Linked DNA regions of Mus musculus: regions 1, 3 and 4 are each linked to region 2. The links are chromatin contacts, called in public promoter capture Hi-C maps. All regions are on one chromosome and are shown on one strand. The core of a region is the stretch at or near the end of the contact, and the rest is flanking DNA. Distances in the headings are between cores, read along the strand shown.

Region 1 (3,467 bases), core at 171-2,670, 1.0 Mb before region 2:
CTTTAAAAAAAAATGAACAAGCAAACAGCTCAAAATTAAAGCCTCATTTTCATCAGCTCTCCTCCAACTCTCCTTTAATATTGTTCCACCATCTGATACTTTCTGACAAGAAGGCAGCTGTAAGTGTGAGGTAAGAAAAATAGAACTTATTGGACACATCACTGAATAGATAATTGGTACTTTTGGGTTTTTTTGTTTGTGGTTTTGTTGTTTTGGTTTTTGGTTTTTTTTTTCAAGACAGGGTTTCTCTGTGTACCCTTGGCTGTCCTGGAACTCACTTTGTAGACCTTGAGGCCAGAGCAGTCTGCCTCTGCCTCTTGAATGCTGGGATTAATTGAAACAGGATCTTATGTAGCCCAGGCTGGCCTTGGCAGCAGAGACACTTCTGGTAAGCCTCTTGGGCATGAAAATTACTGGCATGCACTCCCACACAACCTCTGAAACAGGTTTCAAGCTACACTGATACAGTATCAGCTACTCAGGAGGCCACCCTGAGAAATGAGACCTCCTCACTCCTGTTTCAAAACACAAAACTATACATAAAACTAATAGTTTAAGGAAACAATAAGATTTCAAACCAAAAGTAAATGTTTGGCTAATGTATGGCAGTTTCCCTGTCCTGTGTCCCCCCGCATGGGTTAGCAGGGTCCCCAAAGTGCAGCAATGTGTAACCCGGTTCCTGGATCCACATAGGCCGATTGCACAGGTAGCTGCCAGAAAGTGGAATCCTGGTCCACAGGCTACAGGTCTGCCTAAGTAATAACTTGGGGCCTCAGAACCACGAGGTAAACAAACTCAAACCCAAACAACCTCTGTGCGGTTCCTACCCTCAGCACGGAAGCTTTAGCTCAACTTTCCTACAATATAAGTAGGGGCCTCTGGCTGGAACCCGGAGCCCTGCCAAATTACTTCTGGGATTCTTTTCTGCTGGTCTATTGTTGCTAACCGCGAGGGCGTGAGCCTCGAGATAGTCAGCCATTGGCTAGAAACCCGGTCCTAAGTCTTCAATGCCCAATTAGGATTCACCAGTGGAAGAATGCCTTGTGGCGCAGGGGGCCGGAGCTGGGATGGAGGATGCCTTCAAAATCTTGGTTTCTTTCTCTACCCTGAGATGGGTCTCCCACTTGTAAAGATTGTGGCTTCGAAACAGACACCTGGGAATCCTGTGTACCAGTCACTACTATCTCAACTCTTTGCTGACGAGACATCAAGCCCGCAGCAAGATCTACTAGCACTGAGAAAACTGACAGAAAGGGTGTGGGTACCTATAGTTTTATTTCTGTTTGCACATGGACAGTGTCTTAATATTACTCCCAGATGCAGGTCCCGACAGTGGTTCCTGGCCAGGTGCAACCCAACCCTCTCCCTTCCCCCACCCTTTCCTACCCCAAACTCCACGGACAGCGTAGTGGGCGGGGCCTGATTGGGCAGGACCAGGATACAGATCCTGGTGGAAAGAAAAGGTGTAGTGTTTGGGGCTTCAGCGGGCTAGGCTGGTTTGGCAGAGCAAAGTTCTCCGAACAACAACTAAAGAGAATAAAACAGGTAATACCCAGTGGGGCTATTTTTCTGAACCCAAAGATAAGGCCTGAAGTGTGTTCTCCTCCGAGGGGCTGCCTCATGAGAGCAGAGGAAAAGAGTAACTAACGGAGAAAATGCCGAGGAGCCCGTAGCTTCAGAGGCGAGGGCAGCCACCACCTTCCTTATAACTTTCCCTCCCATGCAGAAACATGGAGCTCGGGTGCCCTGAGTTGCTGGAACCCCCAGAAGATATCTTCTCGACGGGATCCTTCCTGGAGCTGGGATTCAACGGTCCCGCGTCAAAGGTCCCGGTGACCAGGGTACAAGAACAGGGGCTGCAAAGCTGGGAGATGAGTAGGGGCTGTAGCCCAGGCTGTTCAATGGAAGTGGGAGTTAGGTTGAGAGAACTCTGACTAGAAGCCTTAAGTCGTCACAAAGAAAGAGTTCTCATAATAGAGCCCACGAAATAGACGCGTATTGTTACTCTTCCTATGTCCAAGAAGGGATAGCATTGAAGCATTAAGGATCTAAGACTACTGTCAGGTAAGACTGTCAAGGTACTTCTTTGCAGACATGCGTACCCTCTCCTCCTATAGGGCCTTCAGAAGAGTGAACCTGACGATTTCCTGAACCTCTTTATCGATCCCAATATGATACACTGCTCAGAAACATCTCCTGGTAGGGACAGTGGGGTCTCTGAAGATCCTGGCTCCCCTGCCCAACAGGCTTCCAGTTCCCCTGCCCTCTATGAGGTTGTCTATGATTCAGGGACCCTACAGGGAACTCAGCGGGAAGCTGGGCCAACCTTCGGACTCATCTCTATTCAGATAGGTCAGTGTACTTTTTGGAAATAGGGCAACGCCCCTTTCAGGCCCAGCCCTGGTGGTGAGATTAAGGGGAGAAGGTTCCCAAACTGTGCCACTGCCCAGTCCCCGCCCTTACCACAGCCTTCTGACTCCTTTGTCCCAGTCTCTGTATCTTTTTTCAGATCAGTGGACCCCTGCACTTATGGTCCCTGATGCATGCACAGTCAGTGGACTGCCCTCCGATTCGCATAGACATATCCTGCCTAGGGTCAGCACCAGAGCCCCAGCACCTCCTGCAGCCATGGTAAGTCTCGACGCCAACCAGAACTGATGTTCCCCCAGTATACATGCCCTCATATGAGTGGGGGCATGGGGGAAAAGGGAGGAGACACTAATGAGGAACTGGTTTGCCCCACTTTTGGTAGCAGTGGTTTTGAAGGCCAAGGAGAAACAAGCAATTCTAAGAGCCGGAAAGTGTAGGGGCTGGAGAACTATAGGGGATCAGGGTGGTAAGGAATCATTTAAGTCTTAGCAGGTGCGATGAGGGAGCCTGCTGTCAGAGCTCAAGACCCAGTGTGCATTAACATTCAGTCAGAGCTACTTTCTCTGCCTTGCTCAGGAAAGGGAACTGGGACAGGACCCCTGGGAATCCACCTGGCTAATGAGGACAGGGTGATAGCGATAGCGAAGCAGCAGCAGGTGCTTGCACTAGAAGAACTGCCCTGTGGCCAGTGCTGTAGTGGAGTACCCTATCATGTCCCTTTCCAAGATAGGCTAGACATTCCTGCTGTGCAGACCAAGAGAGGCCAGTCTCAGGCCATAGTCCTCTCTCTACCCTGTGTACCTTGTGTCCAAAGGCAGGGAGCAGAGTCCTAGCCAACCTCTAAAACCATGCTTGAAGCTGGGACCAGAAGCCACAGTAGGGGTGTGTATATCAGCACAGGGTCTGTGCTTGTTTTATTTCTAGATGAAGCCCTCTATGCTTCATTCTCATGAGATCTTGGTTAGAGAGATTGGAAGAAACATGCTATCAAAACACTTGGAGGGGAAATTTTTTCCTTTAGGAAAGGAAGTGATTTAGCCAAGAGCCAAAAGCCATCAGAAAGCAAAAGTCAGAGGCAGAGAGCTGGGTCACGAGGC
Region 2 (3,312 bases), core at 70-2,569:
CCCCTGGCAGGCAAGGCGACTGGGAGGGAAAAAGACTAGGCGGAGAGCAGGAGCAGGAGGGGGGCGGAGGGACTGAGGAGCGAGCTGGGGGGTTGGGGGGGAGCAGGCGGGTAGGGGGGGGGGTTGAAACAAAGAGCTGCCAATCACCTTGGAGGCATCACCGGCTCCCGAAACCAGAGGCACTGGGAAAGAGTCCCAGAGCTTTCCTTGCCTCCTGCTCCACCATAATGATTTTCCTCAAAGATGCTTCCCTTTAGCCTGACATCTGGTTCTTGGGAGCTTTCAACTTAACAGCGCTACCAAATGCTACTGTTCTCTGCAAGCAGTGGTTGGAAAAGTCAGAATCCCCTGCCTTGGGCAATTCTAGGTTCTAGGCATTATTTCACGGTTGGCGGAAATGGATGTCAGTGGACCATCCTTTGCTACAGTGCCTAGAAGACTACGTACGACACGAGGCTTATTGATGTGGCACAGCAAAAAAAAAAAAAATTTTTTTATTACGGTGTGTTGCGTCCCTGACATGTGCCCATTCCTCCATTTCCCCTCACTCTTGGGAAAATAGAAATCTGGAAGCACCGACGAGAACTTGATGGCTTTCTAAGACATCAGAAAGGGGAAAGCATCACCAGAGGCTAGAGCCATAAACTAGAAGACAGGAGCGAGGATGGGACTGGGGAACACTGGATACCGCGGGATGGCCCTGTCCGGGGTGAACCCGAGGGGAGCTGGGGACCGACCAGGAGTTCCCGTTACGAAGGCAACTGCCCGCGAGCCGCACCTCCCCTTCCCCCACTCAGGCCCCAGCCGGGCCTCAGCTCGGGCGCCGCCACCGCCCCTGTTTTGTTTCCATGGCGACAGGCAGCGCGAGGCCCTCTCCAAACATAACGCGCAGTGGAAAACATGCGGCTCGGGGGACCCCCCCGCGGCGTCCGCTCAGGGCTGAGACCTGAGAGGGCCCGGGGTTGTCGGGGCCATGTGCAGTTTGGCAAGTGCCCCCAGAGACCGACAAGCCGCACCAGATGCCCCTCTCCCAAGCCCTCCGTGTCGCCGGCGGTTCGTGGCTACGCTCGGCAGAGGCGCCGCGAAAGTCCCAAGCGCGTCTGGACGGCGGCCCTGCTCCCTTACGGGGGCCGCCTCAGGACGAGCCCGCGGCGCTCCCCAGAAGGCCGATGCCCCACCTCTCACAGCCCCGCCGCGGCTCAGGCCGCCAAGAGCCACGCCTCCCCAGACCCCAAAGCCCCGGCGGCCAGGGAGGCGGGGACCAGGGGCGGTTCCTGGCGAGAGAAGGCCGACGCATACGAGAAGGTGCTTCCGGGTCAGAGAGCGTACAAGATGGCGGCGCCCATGGAGCTGTTCTGCTGGTCAGGGGGCTGGGGATTGCCGTCGGTGGACCTGGATAGTCTGGCCGTGCTGGTGAGGGCTCATGCACCTGTCCTCTGATCTCTGGAGAGCCGGAGTGGGTGCTCGAGCTTTGCCGAGAACCGAGACGCATGCGTCTTGAGAGAAACTGAGGCAGTCGAAGGCCGATGTGGGCTCCGCGCCTTACGTCCGGATTTCCTAGGATCGATTTGTGTAGCAGTGGAAGTAGGCTTGGTCAGGGCTTCAGAAGATGGGTTTAGACCTTGCCTATCCATTTATTGGCTGGGTGACCTTGGGATAACCCCTTCTGGACGATCTCTTCTTTTTCCGCTATGAATCCATTGAATCTCGTTTTCGTAGACCAGACAGCCCCACAGCCAGACTGTGTAGGAAGACCTTTAGAACTAGGCAGACTTGCTTCTCTTCATTCAACGTCTTCGGGATTGCAAAAAACATTTATTATGCCTCTTAGAGTAAAAAACATTCCCTTGCAATACGATTTTGACCCTTGTATTGAAATTGTTAACAGAAAGGCAAACATGTAAGCAAATAATGAAACGATCACGTGTATTGATGTAAAGTAGAAACAGAATACAGAGACTGTCAAAGTAAATCAGTACTTCCAGGAAGAGGGAAGTTAATTAGGAAAAGCTTTTGTGAATAGGCTTTACAGTGTAGATGGCATAAGGGTAGAAATCTTTTCCTAATGTTTAATCTTGGAAATGGACATATAAACATGTCCATGAACTGTCTGGTCTAGTTTGCCCATTTGTAAATAGGAATGACACCCTCTTTCCGCCTCTCCTTTTGGTATAAAAGTATAGACCATAGAACATAATTTACTGAGTCACGGATTCTTTTCTTGGTTTCTTTATGAAGCCATACCCTGGCCTCTCTACCGTCTGCTTCCTTCCCTGCAGACCTATACCAGATTTACAGGCGCCCCACTGAAGATACACAAGACCAGCAATCCTTGGCAGAGCCCTTCAGGTATCCCTGAGGGACAGGAATGTGCCAGGGGAGGAGCAGGGGACAGGAATGCAATGCAAATGAGTATGACTAGGCAAGCTGGACCCTGTGAGTATACTTCTTTCTCAATATCAGGAACTCTGCCTGCTCTTCGAACCAGTGATGGGAAAGTCATTACAGTGCCACACAAGATCATCACCCATCTTCGTAAAGAGGTAGGTGACTTGAGTGGGGGCTGACAATGGAGGAAATCCAGTCCGTGAAGTGTAACTTATTTATTGGCCACCAGACACAGGCCAGGCAAGAGCAGTGTGATCCAGAGCAGGGAGGAGCAGCATGGGGGATGCAGTGTGACTGTGACAAGCAGTTGGCCAGATAGTGAACTTAAGGGGCTGTGGGGTGGGATAAGCGGAGAAATCAAATGGGCAGGGAGGAAGAGAAATACACAGGCTGATGACACATGGAAAATAAAGAAGAGTAGAGAACAGCAGTTGGTTTCCGGGTAGACCTGAAAGGAATTTCTAATATAAACCGTCATGGTGGTACACGCATATAATCCCAGCACTTGGTAGAAGTGGGATGATCAGAAATTTAAAATCATCTTTGGCTACATAGTGTGTTTGGGGCCAGCCTGGAAGACATAAGAACCCCTCTCAAAAAAGAAAAAAGTCACTGGGCAGTGGTGGCACACATCTTTAATCTGAACACCTAGAAGGCAGAGGCAGGCAGATCTCTGTAGTTGAAAGTCAGCCTGCTCTATAGAGTGAGTTCCAGGCCAGAACTGTCAAAGAAAGGAGTAAAAGTCGGGGGAGAGAGAGAGAGAGAAAAAAACCACAAAGATTTCTAAGGACTATTTCTCTTCTCAAGTGCTAAGTTATGCTAGATACAGGACTCAGGATGGACAAAGCTTCGTGCCAGGTTTGGATGATTAAGAATTACGAGAGAGTAGAGGCCTTGGCTCTGTTATTCTGTCATTGACTATGA
Region 3 (3,578 bases), core at 696-3,195, 1.2 Mb before region 2:
GAAACCCAAAGTCCACTCCTCGCACTTCAGGACAAACAATTTTTACATTGTTCCATCTCTCCAGCAATTCACTCCTCTTTCTTCCTCTTCCTTTATTATTATTATTATTACTATTATTATTATTATTATTGTTTTTTTTTCAAGACAGGGCTACTCTGTGTAGCCCTGGCTGTCCTGGAACTCACTCTGTGGACCAGGCTGACCTCGAACTCAGAAATCTGCCTGCCTCTGCCTCCCAAGTGCTGGGATTAAAGGCGTGCGCCACCACTTCCTGAGTGAATGCAGCTTTGCAGATGGAAGGCAAGCACCCCAGCGCCAGCCCCCACTACACTATACAGTGCTTATTTAAAGATGCTATAAAGCACAATTGTGGTGGTGCACACATGCAGTCCTAACTCTTGAGAGGATCAGGAAAGTCATCCTTACCTACATAGGAACAAGTGTCTCAAAAAACAATAAATGAATTTTTAAAATTAAAAAAAGCACATGGAAGTTCCCTGGCAGGGCATTTACCTATTTTGAATTCCTGAGTTCAATCATCAGTACCACAAACAAACCCAGTACACTTCAAAAAAAAAAAAAAAATGGAAAGAATATTCAGTATTATACATCTTTTTTCCTTCCTTCTTTTCTTTTTTCTTTTTTTTTTTTTTTTTTTGTTTTTTTGAGACAGGGTTTCTCTGTGTAGCCCTGGCTGTCCTGGAACTCACTTTGTAGACCAGGCTGGCCTCGAACTGAGAAATCCACCTGCCTCTGCCTCCCGAGTGCTGGGATTAAAGGCGTGCACCACCACGCCCGGCCCTTTCTTTTTCTTCTTTCCATCCAATACATGTGTCCCGGTTATATTAAGCTATTGTAATGACTTGTTTGTAGTTCCGAGGCTGAATCAGTCCTTTACCTAGAAGTTATTCAAAGCTTACTCAGGAGGATTGTAGAATGCCAGAAGTGTATTTGGAGATCGGCCAGTCCGGGTCTTATTTTATTTGTAATTAGGATACAGAAGTCCCTGGGAGGCAGAAAGAATGCCACAAAAGTGAGGCCAGCTTGGGTTCAAGAGTGCTTCACTCCCAAAACAGTAGCTATGGAACTTGGAATTCTTCCAAGGACATTGTTAACAATTTACCTGCCCACTGGCCTTGAAAATGGATAGTGCAGGAAAATAGGCCTATATCTACAAATGGGGGACGGAAGGGGAACATGAATTTGATGGGCCAGCTTCCCACGTATTAGGATGGCAGGCATATATTACCACACCCACCTTAGAGCTGTGGACAGCAATAGGCTCATACGCCTAAAAATGAAAAGTTCTGTTGAGAGACGCACGGTAAAAGAACTCTCATACAATCAAGCCCTACTATGATCACAACAAACCACAACTCTCAATGGATTGTGTGTGTGTAAATACAATAGGCTTCAGTGACATTTGTCAGTCCCAGAGTCTCAAAAGACGAGGTCCCATCACTTAGTAAACTGTGTTAAAGCGAGTGCTGGTACGATTCTAACTATTTGGTTTGCACTAGAGAATCAATGCACTTTTTTTGTTTTCAAATTGTTACTAATAATTGCACACCCAAGAGCTCATACAATCGGCCGCGTGTAGCATTTTTAGTTCAGGAAGTAGCTTCAGACCCTGAGGGCGTTTGCTACGCGACTGCGTAGGGGTTGGGACTCGGCAGCTCCTTTTCCTGAATAGACACTTATGGGCTAGGTTTCCATCCTCCCAGCCTACTACCCAAGGACAACGTTCCGAACACCTGTAGGGAGTGGAGCAAGAGGGAAACGTCGCGCATGCGTGTTGGCGCGCGCAGGCGCAGCCCGGCTTTTTCCGGATCGCCCAGCAGTAGCACCCACTCCGTACCTCCCGTCCCGCCTCCAGATGCAGAGGAAGGATGCGATTGGGCACACTTGTTGCCCGTCAGACCAGACTCAATTCTTCTCCCTACAATTGGCAGCCCGGGAAAAGGCCAGTCCGCCGTCGTCGGCTTACTCCTTAGAGACCTGGCGCCACCGCGGAAGCCGCTATTGGCGGACGCCCGGGACCGCGACTGCTCACTTCCGGCGCCGGCGACGACTCTGCCCGCTCGGGCACTCTCAGCCTCCCCCGCCCTTCCACCATGGCCGCCTCTGTGTGGTGTGGGGAGAAGCTGGTCCTCCCATAGCGCTCCTGCTGCATCCTCACCCGCTAGGGGCCGGATTCCAAGGAACCGCGTTTCCCAATCCCGCCGGGAAGGTTTCCCACTCCCAATTCAGGGCCAGGACTCCTTCCCACGCCTCGAGAGGCAGAAACTTAGGGTTTCCCCTCCTTTCAGGATAAGAAGCCAGAGGGTTTCCCCCTCCACTTCTGCAAGGGTGGCAGCCTTGCCTATCTCCCTGCAGGACACAAGACCCTTAGTCTACCATACTTCTGCGCAAAAGCTTTGCCCCAGCCCGGCCACTCCTGAGGGAGCATCTAGAGAACCCGCGCCTTCCCCCTCCGCAGGAGAGGAGGCAAGAGTGCGGAAAGCCAGGCCTGTCGGCCTCCCTCCCACTTGTTCCTCTTGCTCCTCGTCCTTGGCAAGCCAGAGTTCTCCATTTCTAGGACTTAACACCCGTCTACTCCCTTGACCTCTTCTGGTCTCTTGGCTGCAGCCATGGAGTTACAGAAGGGAAAGGGGACCGTAGCAGCTGCTGCATCAGGAGCAGCGGGAGGTGGAGGAGGAGGAGCGGGAGCAGGAGCCCCAGGAGGGGGGAGGCTGCTACTTTCAACCAGTTTGGATGCCAAGGATGAGTTAGAGGAGGTAGGTGTGGGGGGTGGGGAAGGGAGTAAGGAATTGGGTTGAGGAGGGATGCTGGATCGCATATGGGGTGGGGGTGGGGAGAAAAGGCCTTCAAGTTTATTTTATTTATTTATTATTATTATTATTTTTTTTTTGTAAGGCAGAAACATTGCTCTTGCTTCCTGCTTCTGGAGGAAGAAGTGTGGGTCAATTTCCTGGACAGGTTGCCCTAGTAACAGCTGCCGCTATTAAGAAAATGGGTGTGAGGGGTGTTGGTTACAGAAGGGATGTAGCATCAGTACTGACCAAAGTTATTTTCATTTCTTCCCACATACACACCAATAGCTATCTAAAATATCCACCCTATTTGAGAGTGTTAAGTTGAAAAGTATATATGTGTTTACAGGCAGGTGTCTGAGGATTGGCAACTTCCTACAGACTTGGCCCCTCTTCTTAGATGGTATCATTGACTGTGTGTGGATACAGACACTTGTCAGTGATTTTAACCGAGCATTTATAGAGTGAGTGAAGACTTACAAGTAAGTAGTATCTAGTTTGGTAATATCAGTCATAGCAGTGGGGTGAGCCAGTATATAGGGGACTGCTTTCCTTAGTACCAGAGAGTACATACACACACGAAGGAGAGGTACGGGAGGCAGAGGCAAGTGGATCTCTGTGAGTTTGAGGCCAGCCTGGTCTACAAAGAGAGCTCCAGGACAGCCAGGGCTACAGAGAGAAACCCAGCCTCAGAAAACAAAACAAAACAAAACAAAACAAAACAACGACAGGCAGACACAGAACATGAGTGAGGAGGCTTGTCCC
Region 4 (3,519 bases), core at 1,015-3,514, 1.3 Mb after region 2:
TTTGGCTAAAAAGTATGATGTTTGGTCATAAGTTGACAGGGATGGACTTGTGACACAACTGTCTACTTAATAGAATTATACTAGAAGGCAAAGTTGAGCATGTCTGTGAGCTTTCAGATTGGGTCAACTGAGGTGGTAGGATCCATGTAAAAAAGAAACTAATCCTTACTCCAATAGGAAGCCTTCCTAATCACGTGACATTATTCTCCCTCCCTTTACCATCCTTTGACACCTCCCCAGAATATCACTTGCTGAAAGTCCTCTCCAGACCTCTCTCTACTGTCTCGACCCACGCTCCTCACCTGACTCCGAGCAGTCTTAAAGGGTGTAGCGTTAACCATGTGGCACTTCCGGATGCCACTCCATCTGGTCCGGTAGTTGACGATGTAGCAGGGGGGGAGGACGTACTCATCGTACAGCACATCACCATTGTAATTTACAATGCTGCATCGAGCCAGGGAACTAACGCGTCCCTTGGGTCCTGTGCCCACCATTTCACAGTCTATTGCCACCATCTTCCCTGGCAAGTTTTGGGGGACTGTAGGGCACTTATCTTCAGAACGAGCTTGGGTGGAGTTCGGTACAGCATTTTTCTTCAAGGGCTTCTTCTTGGAGCCTTTATCCTTTGACTGAGCTTGGGTGGAGTTCTCTGTAGCAATTTTCTTTTTCAAGGACTTCTTCTTGGAGCCCTTCTTCTGGGTGCTCTTAGTCTTTGGAAGGGCACTCTGAAACTCCCCTAGCAAATCTATTTTAGACACAACAGAAGCAGTCTTCTTTGAAGGAGCAGGGGTCAGCCAAGACAATGGTGCTTTCTTGTCTTTGGACTGCTCTGAGTCCCTCTTGGAGGCAGCTGCCTCTTTCTTCTTTGGGCATGGAAGGATCTTCAAAATGCCATCTACTCTTGAAGTTTCCCCTTTCTTTGGAGGTTCTGAGTTCAACTTAGACACCTTGTTAGGGGGTTGGTTCTTTTTATTCAGAAATCCTTTCTGTTCCAAGAACCTTCGCTTCTTGACAAAGCGTTGATGTTTGGCATTTCCTCCAAATGCCTTTTTCGAAGGTTGCCCAAAGTCTAAATTCAGGAGTATGGTAGACATGAGATCAGTGGATGGTGGGAGGAAGCTGGGAAGAATGGCTCACTGATAGCAAAAGGATGAGAGGCTCATCCTCTGTGGAATCCCATAGTTCAACATGTGGAGGTCTGCAATCAGCCTTGGGGACAAAGTAATCCTGATTCCCGCACCATAGGCCTGAGAGAAAAGAAGATCAGTTCTGGAAGACATAAGTGATAACTTCCACAAGCCCCAAAGCCCGGCTAACTACTGAAGCCTCCACAATTCACCTTTAGGTTGGTCTTAAAAGGGTTATTTCCCTTCTCCGGATCTCTGTGCCATTTTAAAAACTAAAGATGCTGGGGCTGGAGAAACGCCTTAGTAGTTATAACCTTGTTGCTCTCGCAGAGATATTAAGTTCAGTTCCAGGCACCCACGTTGTAGTAGTTCACAGCATCTGTACCTCCAGCTTCAGAAAAAACTAGATGCCTTCCGATCTCTGCAGGCCCCGGGCAATTAAACGATACACATACATAAATACAAACAAAACACTCAGACAAATAATAAATCTAATTACATAAAATGAGGGTGCTGAGGCTGCGGATAAAAAGATGTGGGACCCACGGAGATCGACTCTATCATGTCTATGAAGTCAAAACAAGGGCGTCAGATGAGACTTTTAAGTACCAGTGGTGAGAAGAAACAACACAAATACCCTCTGGATCACCCAGGAATTCTCAGCGTGCTACGAAATGAAGACCAAATCCAGGTGTCGCGCTCCCTCGGCTCCACGTGGGGGCGATCTCCTCACATACCTTACCTGTCTCCCACAGTAAGGACACAGTGGAGGGCCAGCCACCTCGGCCACCACATTCTTGACGATCCACGAACTATTCCCGAACACCCTATACACCTACCTCCAAGTTGGTTCCCCACTAAGATCGCAAGCGTCCGAAGCCGGATGCAGGCGCAGGCGCGCGCCGACGTATGCCGGGACGGCAAGAACGCGGGCGACAACGGGAAGGCGGCCGGCGCGCACGCGCCCGCAGCGCCCCCACCTCAGGCAGCGAGGCCAGCGACTCGGAGTGCGTGAGCAGCGGGAACGGCGGTGGCGGCGGCGGCGGCGTGGGTGGGGGCGGGGGCGGGATGCGCTCCCCGGCCCCTCGGGCCCCGTGGAGGTACAACTCGAAGGTGGTGGGCCGCGGGAAGCGGAACAGAGTGCGCCGGAACCGTGGTCCCACTTCCGGGAGGGAGGGTGGGACCTGCAGCTGACCCCCTCGCCGTAAGCTGGTGCTGGGCGCGCTTCTGTGACGTCTCCGAGTCCCCTGCGGCTGCGCAAATGGCTTGGCCCAGTGGAAGTCGTGACGTTGGGCAAGTGCGCCTTGTTCTAAGGATTTGTAATAGGACGGGATCGCCCTGAGAGGTGTCGTCGGGCGGGTTCGGAGTTCTTGCTTTGCGTCGGGCGTGCAGAATTGAGTCCGGTTTGGGTTGCATGGTTTCGTGGTACCGACCTTGTGTCTCCTCACCTCCTCCCTCCTTGCACCGACATTTCACGCCACAGGATGCGGGGCGTTTCAGCCCATGGCCTCTCGCATGAGGAGAGAAGGCAACTGGCTGTGGACCTCACCCGCGTCCTAGCTCACTACCGTTCCATCCTGGACGCCTACATCATCGTGAGGCCACCGGGCTGAGGGCGGGGTGCTTCTTGGGGGGCGGGGGGTGAATAGGAGCCCACTGCAGAGAAAATGTGGAGACAGCTTTTATCTCTTCCTAATAAGGAACGCGTTGACTACTAGAATACTTTTCACCCAGCCTTCTGACTCTAATACTTAAGTTTTGTTTGTTTCATTTGAAACCCCACAACCAACATTTGGCCATGCTACAGTTGCATAGAAACATACGAGAAACGAGATGTTCCATAGGATATCCTCCACTAAAGGCAATAAAGAGTGGGTTGGGGAAGAGGAAGTGCTTGGCCAAATGTGGTGTACCCTTGTAATCCTGTCACCTAAGAAGTAGATGCAGGAGAATCGGGAGTAAAAGGTTCCCCTGGGCTACAAAACAAGTTCTAGGGCAGCCTGGACTGGACGATGTTACTTTAAAAAAGGAGGGGAGGGAAACAAAACAGGGCAGACATACATAAAGTTACCTTTCTGTAATCTCGCCCCTCAGAAGACTAAGGCAGAATTGTCTTGACTTGCAGCCAGCTTAACGAGTGTTGAGACATGTCTCATTTCCCCCCAACTCCCCCCCACACACACAGAAGAGCACCAGCAAGGCTTGTGGGTGGGGTGATTCTCAACCTTCGTGATCCTACATCCATCCATTTAGTACAGTTCCTCATGTTGTGATCTCCAACTATAAAAGTATCTTTTGTTGCTACTCTGTAACTGTAATTTTACTACTGTTATGAATCGTAAATACCTGATATGCGGGATAGCTGAAGTGTGAACCCCCAAAGAGGTCCCAA

The links. Promoter capture Hi-C pulls out the DNA fragments that hold promoters and counts their contacts.
Region 1: a promoter capture Hi-C map of erythroid cells shows a contact between it and region 2, with 4 times the contacts expected there. The contact joins the promoter of Creb3l4 here to the promoter of Mtx1 in region 2. A contact is called at or near these places in 2 of 39 promoter capture datasets (erythroid cells and liver) and 1 of 115 datasets of contacts at active chromatin or transcription factors (pancreatic cancer cells).
Region 3: a contact with region 2 is called in a promoter capture Hi-C map of pre-B cells, with 2.4 times the contacts expected there. The contact joins the promoter of Ints3 here to the promoter of Mtx1 in region 2. A contact is called at or near these places in 2 of 39 promoter capture datasets (cranial neural crest and pre-B cells) and 1 of 9 other capture datasets (liver).
Region 4: a promoter capture Hi-C map of liver shows a contact between it and region 2, with 3 times the contacts expected there. The contact joins the promoter of Isg20l2 here to the promoter of Mtx1 in region 2. A contact is called at or near these places in 3 of 39 promoter capture datasets (cranial neural crest, liver and pre-B cells).

Annotation. Positions count from the first base shown.
Region 1 is chr3:90,241,096-90,244,562 of GRCm38.p6, reverse strand. It overlaps Creb3l4 (cAMP responsive element binding protein 3-like 4), which reads left to right and starts at 1,420. Exons shown (of 10, transcript NM_001307934.1): 1 at 1,420-1,545; 2 at 1,727-1,841; 3 at 2,118-2,352; 4 at 2,510-2,631. The coding sequence starts at 1,731.
Region 2 is chr3:89,211,914-89,215,225 of GRCm38.p6, reverse strand. It overlaps Mtx1 (metaxin 1), which reads left to right and starts at 1,319. Exons shown (of 8, transcript NM_013604.3): 1 at 1,319-1,413; 2 at 2,280-2,349; 3 at 2,464-2,543. The coding sequence starts at 1,333. It overlaps Thbs3 (thrombospondin 3), which reads right to left and starts at 46. Exons shown (of 23, transcript NM_013691.3): 1 at 1-46.
Region 3 is chr3:90,432,003-90,435,580 of GRCm38.p6, reverse strand. It overlaps Ints3 (integrator complex subunit 3), which reads left to right and starts at 1,945. Exons shown (of 30, transcript NM_145540.3): 1 at 1,945-2,777. The coding sequence starts at 2,631.
Region 4 is chr3:87,929,059-87,932,577 of GRCm38.p6, reverse strand. It overlaps Isg20l2 (interferon stimulated exonuclease gene 20-like 2), which reads right to left and starts at 2,264. Exons shown (of 4, transcript NM_177663.4): 1 at 1,967-2,264; 2 at 303-1,247. The coding sequence starts at 1,094. It overlaps Rrnad1 (ribosomal RNA adenine dimethylase domain containing 1), which reads left to right and starts at 2,383. Exons shown (of 8, transcript NM_153562.4): 1 at 2,383-2,722. The coding sequence starts at 2,612.